Linked DNA regions of Triticum aestivum: region 1 is linked to region 2. The links are chromatin contacts, called in public Hi-C maps. All regions are on one chromosome and are shown on one strand. Each heading gives the region's core, a stretch centred on a gene start, on an enhancer-like site or on the middle of the called end of the contact. The rest is flanking DNA. Distances are from core to core; before and after follow the strand shown. Region 1 has its middle 9.7 kb from the start of LOC123045161. Region 2 holds the start of LOC123045160.

What was found. A called contact is a pair of places that touch in the nucleus more often than the background predicts.
Region 1: a contact with region 2 is called in a Hi-C map of leaf, with 3 times the contacts expected there. The contact joins the enhancer-like site here to the promoter of LOC123045160 in region 2. A contact is called at or near these places in 2 of 5 Hi-C or Micro-C datasets (both in leaf).

What each region holds. Positions count from the first base shown.
Region 1 is chr2B:403,065,118-403,068,231 of IWGSC CS RefSeq v2.1, forward strand. No RefSeq gene overlaps it. Among protein-coding and RNA genes, the nearest start is that of LOC123045161, 9.7 kb to the right of the region's middle. Within about 2 kb of position 1,419, at least 1 of the 8 cell types and tissues checked has an H3K27ac peak or open chromatin away from gene starts, as enhancers often do. A contact at or near this core is called in leaf, where this site is marked.
Region 2 is chr2B:403,027,759-403,030,901 of IWGSC CS RefSeq v2.1, forward strand. It overlaps LOC123045160, which reads left to right and starts at 1,617. Exons shown (of 1, transcript XM_044468103.1): 1 at 1,617-2,840. The coding sequence starts at 1,953. The coding sequence ends at 2,495.

The DNA of each region.
Region 1 (3,114 bases), core at 169-2,668, 37 kb after region 2:
GTTGATCGCTTGCTTGCCGCCGCTCTGTTCGCTCATTCCCCACATTTTTTCTTCGGTTTTTTTCCTTTTCTTTGTTTTTTCATTGGTTTTCTTTGCTTTTTTCCTTTTTGTTTTTCTTGGTTATACTTAGTTTTTCTTTGTTTCTTCACCGCTTTTCTTCGGTATTTCCTTTTTTCATCCATGTTGTTCAGTTTTATTTGTATCTTCACCAAATTTCTTCGGGTTCTCTTTTTCCCTTTGTTATACTTCGGTTTTCTTTGTTTCTTCAACGGTTTTCTTTGTTTTTCTTTGGTATTTTATTTTCTTTCTTTTCTTCTTCTTTTTCTTTGGGGCCAACCCTATGTTTGATTGCGAGTTCCGGCGGGGTGAGTACCTGGTCTCGGTTTCAGCTGTTTTCCATTATTTTTGCAGTGGTTTTCTTTGTTTTTTAATTCTCAATCCCTTGATTTTTGTTTCGGCTTTCTTTGGTTTTCATTTGTTTATATGAGAAAATGTTGATCATGTATTTATTAAAAATTAAATGTGTATAAGAAATTACCTGGCGTACACATAAAAATTAACATGTACATTAAATAAAATAGAAACCAAAACTATATATTTTGAAATTTTTAATTCTGTAATTAAAAATATTAAACATGTACATACTTTTTTTTTCTAATGTTCATGAAAAATGTACATTCTGTGTGAAAAATGTTTGTTGGCATTAATAAAACGGTCAACACATGATCAACATTGTTTTATGTACGTTTCACATTTTCTAAATACATTCTCATCATTTTTAATGAACATTTAACATTTTTCTAATAGACGATCAAGATTCTTTCATAGAAATTGTATATTTTTGTATACAAGGGAAACATTTTGCATTACACGTTTAACATTTTTCAAATGCTTGATTAATTATTTTCATTTACTTGATTAACATTTTTCAATTGCTCGATTGACATTTTTTAAATACTTGAGCAACTTTTTTCATAGACATTTTATATTTTTATATGCATGATAAATATTTTCTCTATGAACATTTAACAATTTTAAAATGCTGGACACCATTTTAAAAATACTTGATTAACTTTATTTTCTAATGTTTGATTACTTTAAAAAAAATCATGATCAAGTTTTTCATACACATTGTAATTTTTTGTATATATTTTTGGTATACATGAGAAAATATATTCTATTAACATTTAACATTTTCAAAAATGCTTGATTATTATTTTTAAATGTTGTTATGTGTAGTGTTTTCTGTAAGATACTGCATATTTAGAATATTCCGAAGTACAAACCAAAGTAAAAAAGGCAAAGCAAAAAACAAAAATAAAAAAGGTGAAAAAAGGAGGCTTTGGCCTGTGCACGTGGACTCGCAGGCCTAGGCTGGCCCATCTTGCTATCGTGTTCTGCCCTATGTCTCGCGTTAAACGAGACCGTGATCAATCATATAAGACGCAGACGTGCATCATATAGTTGAGACTTCGCTGAAGGCTCGTCCAGACAGGCCGACACAACTAGCGATTTTTTGTTTTGGTTTTTTCTTCATTATTTTTTATTTGATTTTTATATTTTCAGATCCAGCATGTTCTTCTGCTTTTTTCTTCTAACTTTCGCAAATTGTCTTGTTTATAGGTTTCTCAATCTCTACTCCTATAAAAAAGCGAGTCCGTGGTGATGATGTGCCTGCCTTCGGGCCGTATATACCGTCCGATCTTGAATCTATGGCTGAGATTGAGACCGAGGCGTGTTGTACAGAGCCAACGACCAAAACAAGATATTCTGGAGGTTTCTCTAGTGAGATCGATTAATCTAGAGCCTCTCCAAGTTTCCTCGCCGGCGGCCCCTCCCCTCTCTTTCCCTGCGACCTCGTTGGAGTTGAGTTGGGCGAGCATCACGTAGTAAATCAGATTTGGCTTAAGATCTCCCCTGTGACATCACTCCTTCTGGATCTGGCGTGCAGGCTGTCGGAGAAGGAGAACGAAACACGGCGATGGACGGATAGAGTCAAAGGAGACGACACAATTCGGCCAACACGGCTCACGGGAGGAGGTGCTTGTGGCGGGGACGCATTTCTTGCGTCATCGCGGACCCGATGTCGGCCGGAATCGGTGCCGTGGGAGGAGCCTCGTGTGCGGCGGCGGTCATCAGGGTCGGGGAAGATGACCACGGCACGGATGTCGTGCTGGCCGAGAGGCAATGCCGATGGGCACTCCGGTTCCACCTCGTCGGCATGAACCACCTGTTGAGTGGGAGCAGCGCTGGGCGCTCGGGGGATGGAGATCGACCGAGCCATGACAGACAGTGGTTGGGAGCAACTCGGAGGGGGCTGCCGGCAGCAGCGCAGCGGTCGGGAGCAGCTTGGAGGCGTTGGCTGGAAGCAGCGGAGGAGTCAGCAGTCGAGGACCGGGAGCAGTGATTGGGATGAAATGAGAGGAAATCCATTGGGGGCGTTCCAGACCTTCCAGCGCTAGCGTCCGCTCCCATGCACTAGGCAACCGTGCTTGCCGTCCCTTAAGCCAGCCTTGAACGTCCCAATGGGCAGCGAGCGGACGAGCTGGCTGTGGCCGGCGGCACGACGGGCACTAGGCTGCGCACAAGACCTCTACATGCGAAGCCTAATCAGTAAGCCACCTCGGCTACTACAGGTTTTTTGCGTACAGTGTCGATGGTGACATGCTGGAGCCTACATGCGCAGCTTCTTAGAAGTGAGCAGCTCCGGATGATTGTTCGCAGTGCAAAGTCGCTCTCGCCGGCACCGGCGTGGCGTTTGGCAGTTCCAAGGGGCATTTTCCGTCCCTGCATCTCCTAATTGTCTTTTTTTAGGGATTCCATGTAGTCTCCTAATGGGCTCGATCGGTATATAATGGCATATTTGAGAGTATAAAACTTTGTAGTGGCATGTTTTAAAATATATAAATACACAAAATAGTGATATCAATTCTCAAAGCCTGAAAATTTGTAGTGGCATATAGTACTCTTTCAATCCAAATTAACTGACGACGCGCACATAGTATAACTTTAGTACAGAATTGTACTAAATGTGCGCCAAATAATTTGGATCGGAGAGAGTATCAAATTTACACATAAATCTAATAGGCTTCTCCCTCAGTGATATCCCACCGG
Region 2 (3,143 bases), core at 367-2,866:
GGTCGACAAGGGTTCGATCCCAGGATCGACGAACCCTTGGAGGAGTGGTGCATTAGTCATGATCAGGATCGGGAGCACCGAAGATCCACACGCGCCAAGTGTCTGCTTGGAATGTGGATGATATGGAAACACCGAAATGACATCATCTTAACGGAGCAACGTCGTCCGTGTCGGTCTGCATCAACCAGATAAAAGAGGAAGGCATACTATGGGTGAAGGTTGGCCTAATCAAGGAGGCGGAGGGCTCACCGTGGGTTGTTTGTGAGTAGTTAGTTCGCGTGAATTGGGTGGCGTTGGACAAAGCCCAATTGTAAATATTTATACAACCGCACACTTTGGGAAGTCTTCCCCCTCTTCTCTAATGAATGATATGCATGCTTGTACGTATTTGAGAAAAAAAAAAGCTAGCTAGCTACTCCCTCGTCCCATAATGTAAGATATTTTTTGACACGTCAAAAAATATCTTACATTATGGAACGGAGGAAGTAGCTTGCATGTGTATACTCAGTTCATATGACATGTCCTTTTGTCATTTAGTAAGTACGTTGATGATGGATGATTGTGGAGAGAGATAAGCCAAGAGCCAAAAGAAACACGTAAGTAGATGTACTGCTAGCTAGCTATGCACTCAAATTAAGACAAAATGGGCTCACTCATGACGACCGGTGGTCCTTGCACCCTGTGAACCGTCGAATGTGTTGTGTGCGTGCCCTGTTTTAAACCCTTCTGTTTAGTACACTCATCATCTTTTCCAAGTGCGTATGTTCATGATTACATAAGGATGTCACCACATCATTAGCCCATAATAATTTTTAAAATTAACCTGTACTTAAATTGTACTACTGCTTGTATGAATGAACTTTTTTTTTCATATTTGTACTACTCCCTCCGCCCGGAAATACTTATCATCAAAATGAATGAAAAAGATGTATTTAGACATATTTTAGTTTTATATATATCTCTTTTTATCCATTTTAATGACAAGTATTTTTAAACGGAGAGAGTACATTATTGGCTCGAAACTATTCTACACACGACTGCGCATGCACGATGTTTGGACGACGGCATCCTTGAACGGTGCAGATTTGTTAAACAATACTACTCAACGGGTGCTGTTGTCCATCGTCCACAAATCGTGCACAAGCTATCGTCTGTGTAGCACTGCTTTTATTGGCTTGCTATGCATGGAATAGTACATTTGCATTCTTATATGTACTACGAAACCTTTCTTTTTACATGTTTTATGTATGAACCTGTGAGTACAATACTACTACATGCATGCAGCATGCGTACTCTCGGTCCCGGGTGGAAAAGGACGAGAATGCAATGCGCGCATTGCCTGGTGACATGCGCGCGGGGGCTCCACCCTGAGTTGTACGTGGCACCCTGTAGCTGGCAACTCCATGGGCCCAGGTGGACAAACGGACACGTGTGAGGTCACAACAGGTTACGCCTGCGGGCCCACATCATGCTGGCAGTCACGTGGGCAGCTCGTCTCCATCTTATCTCGCGGCTGTGCCGACGTCATGGCCGCTCAAACTGCCTCGCGCACACGGAGATCCTACACAACAAGTTGCGCTCCGCTCGGCTGTATATATATAGCGGCTGCCCGCCCATGGATTCCATTCCACTCCATTGAGTGGAGTTCTTCCCATCCACAGGGCCTCTCGTAGCCTTGCTCTCGTTTTTTTCTTAACTTTTTTGGGGGAAAAGTTGGTTTTGTGTACACGGCAGACAGTATAGTAGGCTTTGTGTGAGTTGATTAAAAAGCTTCAATCATTCGATTCATCTTAGCTAGCCAGTAGCAAAGATTCTTCGTTTCTTTTCTTCTGTTTTCTTTGCTTGCCATCCATCCATTCATACATAGGGAAGGAGGGAGGGAGGGAGAGGCACTCGCTAGCTAGTTGATTCCAATTTCCTGAGGCTAGCTAGCCAGCCAGTGATATCGATCCATGGGGAAGGGCCGCAGCTGCAGGTACGGATCAGAGCGGCTGCTCTACCCCGTCCAGGCCAGCGGTCACCACGTCGCCGGCGCCGCCGATCACCTCGCCGACCTCGACGAGGAGGACGTCTGGTCGGTGCTCGCCGCGCCTGCGCCCGACTCCAACCGCTCCACCAGCAGCGGCAGGCAACCTGAGCAGGTCCGTCGCGGCCGGTGGACCGCAGGGGGGCTGTCGCTGGCGTTCGAGGCAACGGCGTCCGCGCCGGCAGGGCGCCACCATCATCACGTGGCGAGCTCGGCGCCTGTCAGGGTGCCCGAGTGGCCGGCGGCCAGGTTCCCGCCTGGGTCTGGCGAGCACGGCTACGGCGTGAGCTGCCGTGAGGAGGACGGGGAGTGGATGGCGCCGCACGAGTACCTGCAGGCCCAGGCACGGAGCAGCGGGCGCGGCACGGCTGCGCCGTCGGTGTTCGAGGGCGTGGGGAGGACGCTGAAAGGTCGCGACCTCAGCCGGGTGCGCGACGCCGTCTGGAGCAACACCGGGTTCTTCGGCTAAGCAAAGCAAGCAGTGTACCCCATCATCGTCTCGTGTCAGCCAGCTAGCTACTCATAAGCTCGGAGGGCACTTTCCTGTTGGATCATTCGTTATAAGATGCATGTACTGTTCTTAATCAGTATGAATTAGGATAGGGGGTGTGGGAAAATATGAAGAAGAAAAATTAGGTGATTGATTAATTATTAGTTAATCTCCTGCAGTATGGAGCATGTAGCTGCTGCAGGTAGAGTTTTGGGTCTGTTTCGATTGTATTGGGTTGTGTGCTATCCCTAGCTAGCTAGCTACCTGCCGATATCGTCAGTTTGTCACAAAACTTCTCCGGAAAATAATAATCCAATTTGATTATTATTAGCTCCAAGTGATCGTGTTGGCGTATGCATGGTCCGTTGGATTACACTCTGACTGTTTTCCTTGGGGTTGGGAGTATTTCTCACTGTATACACGCACTAGAGATGGACTAGTGCAGCGGAGTAGCTTACGGGCACGTACGCTCCAAAACAGAAAGAGCACTGCTATACACACGACGGATGGACGCACGACCCACAGACGACAAGTCAGGTAGACCGTAGGATTAGCTGGGGTTTTTAATCTGTGTGGCTCCTGCTTCCGTCGGGCACACATCGTCCAGCAGTCAATCGTGTGCAGAGC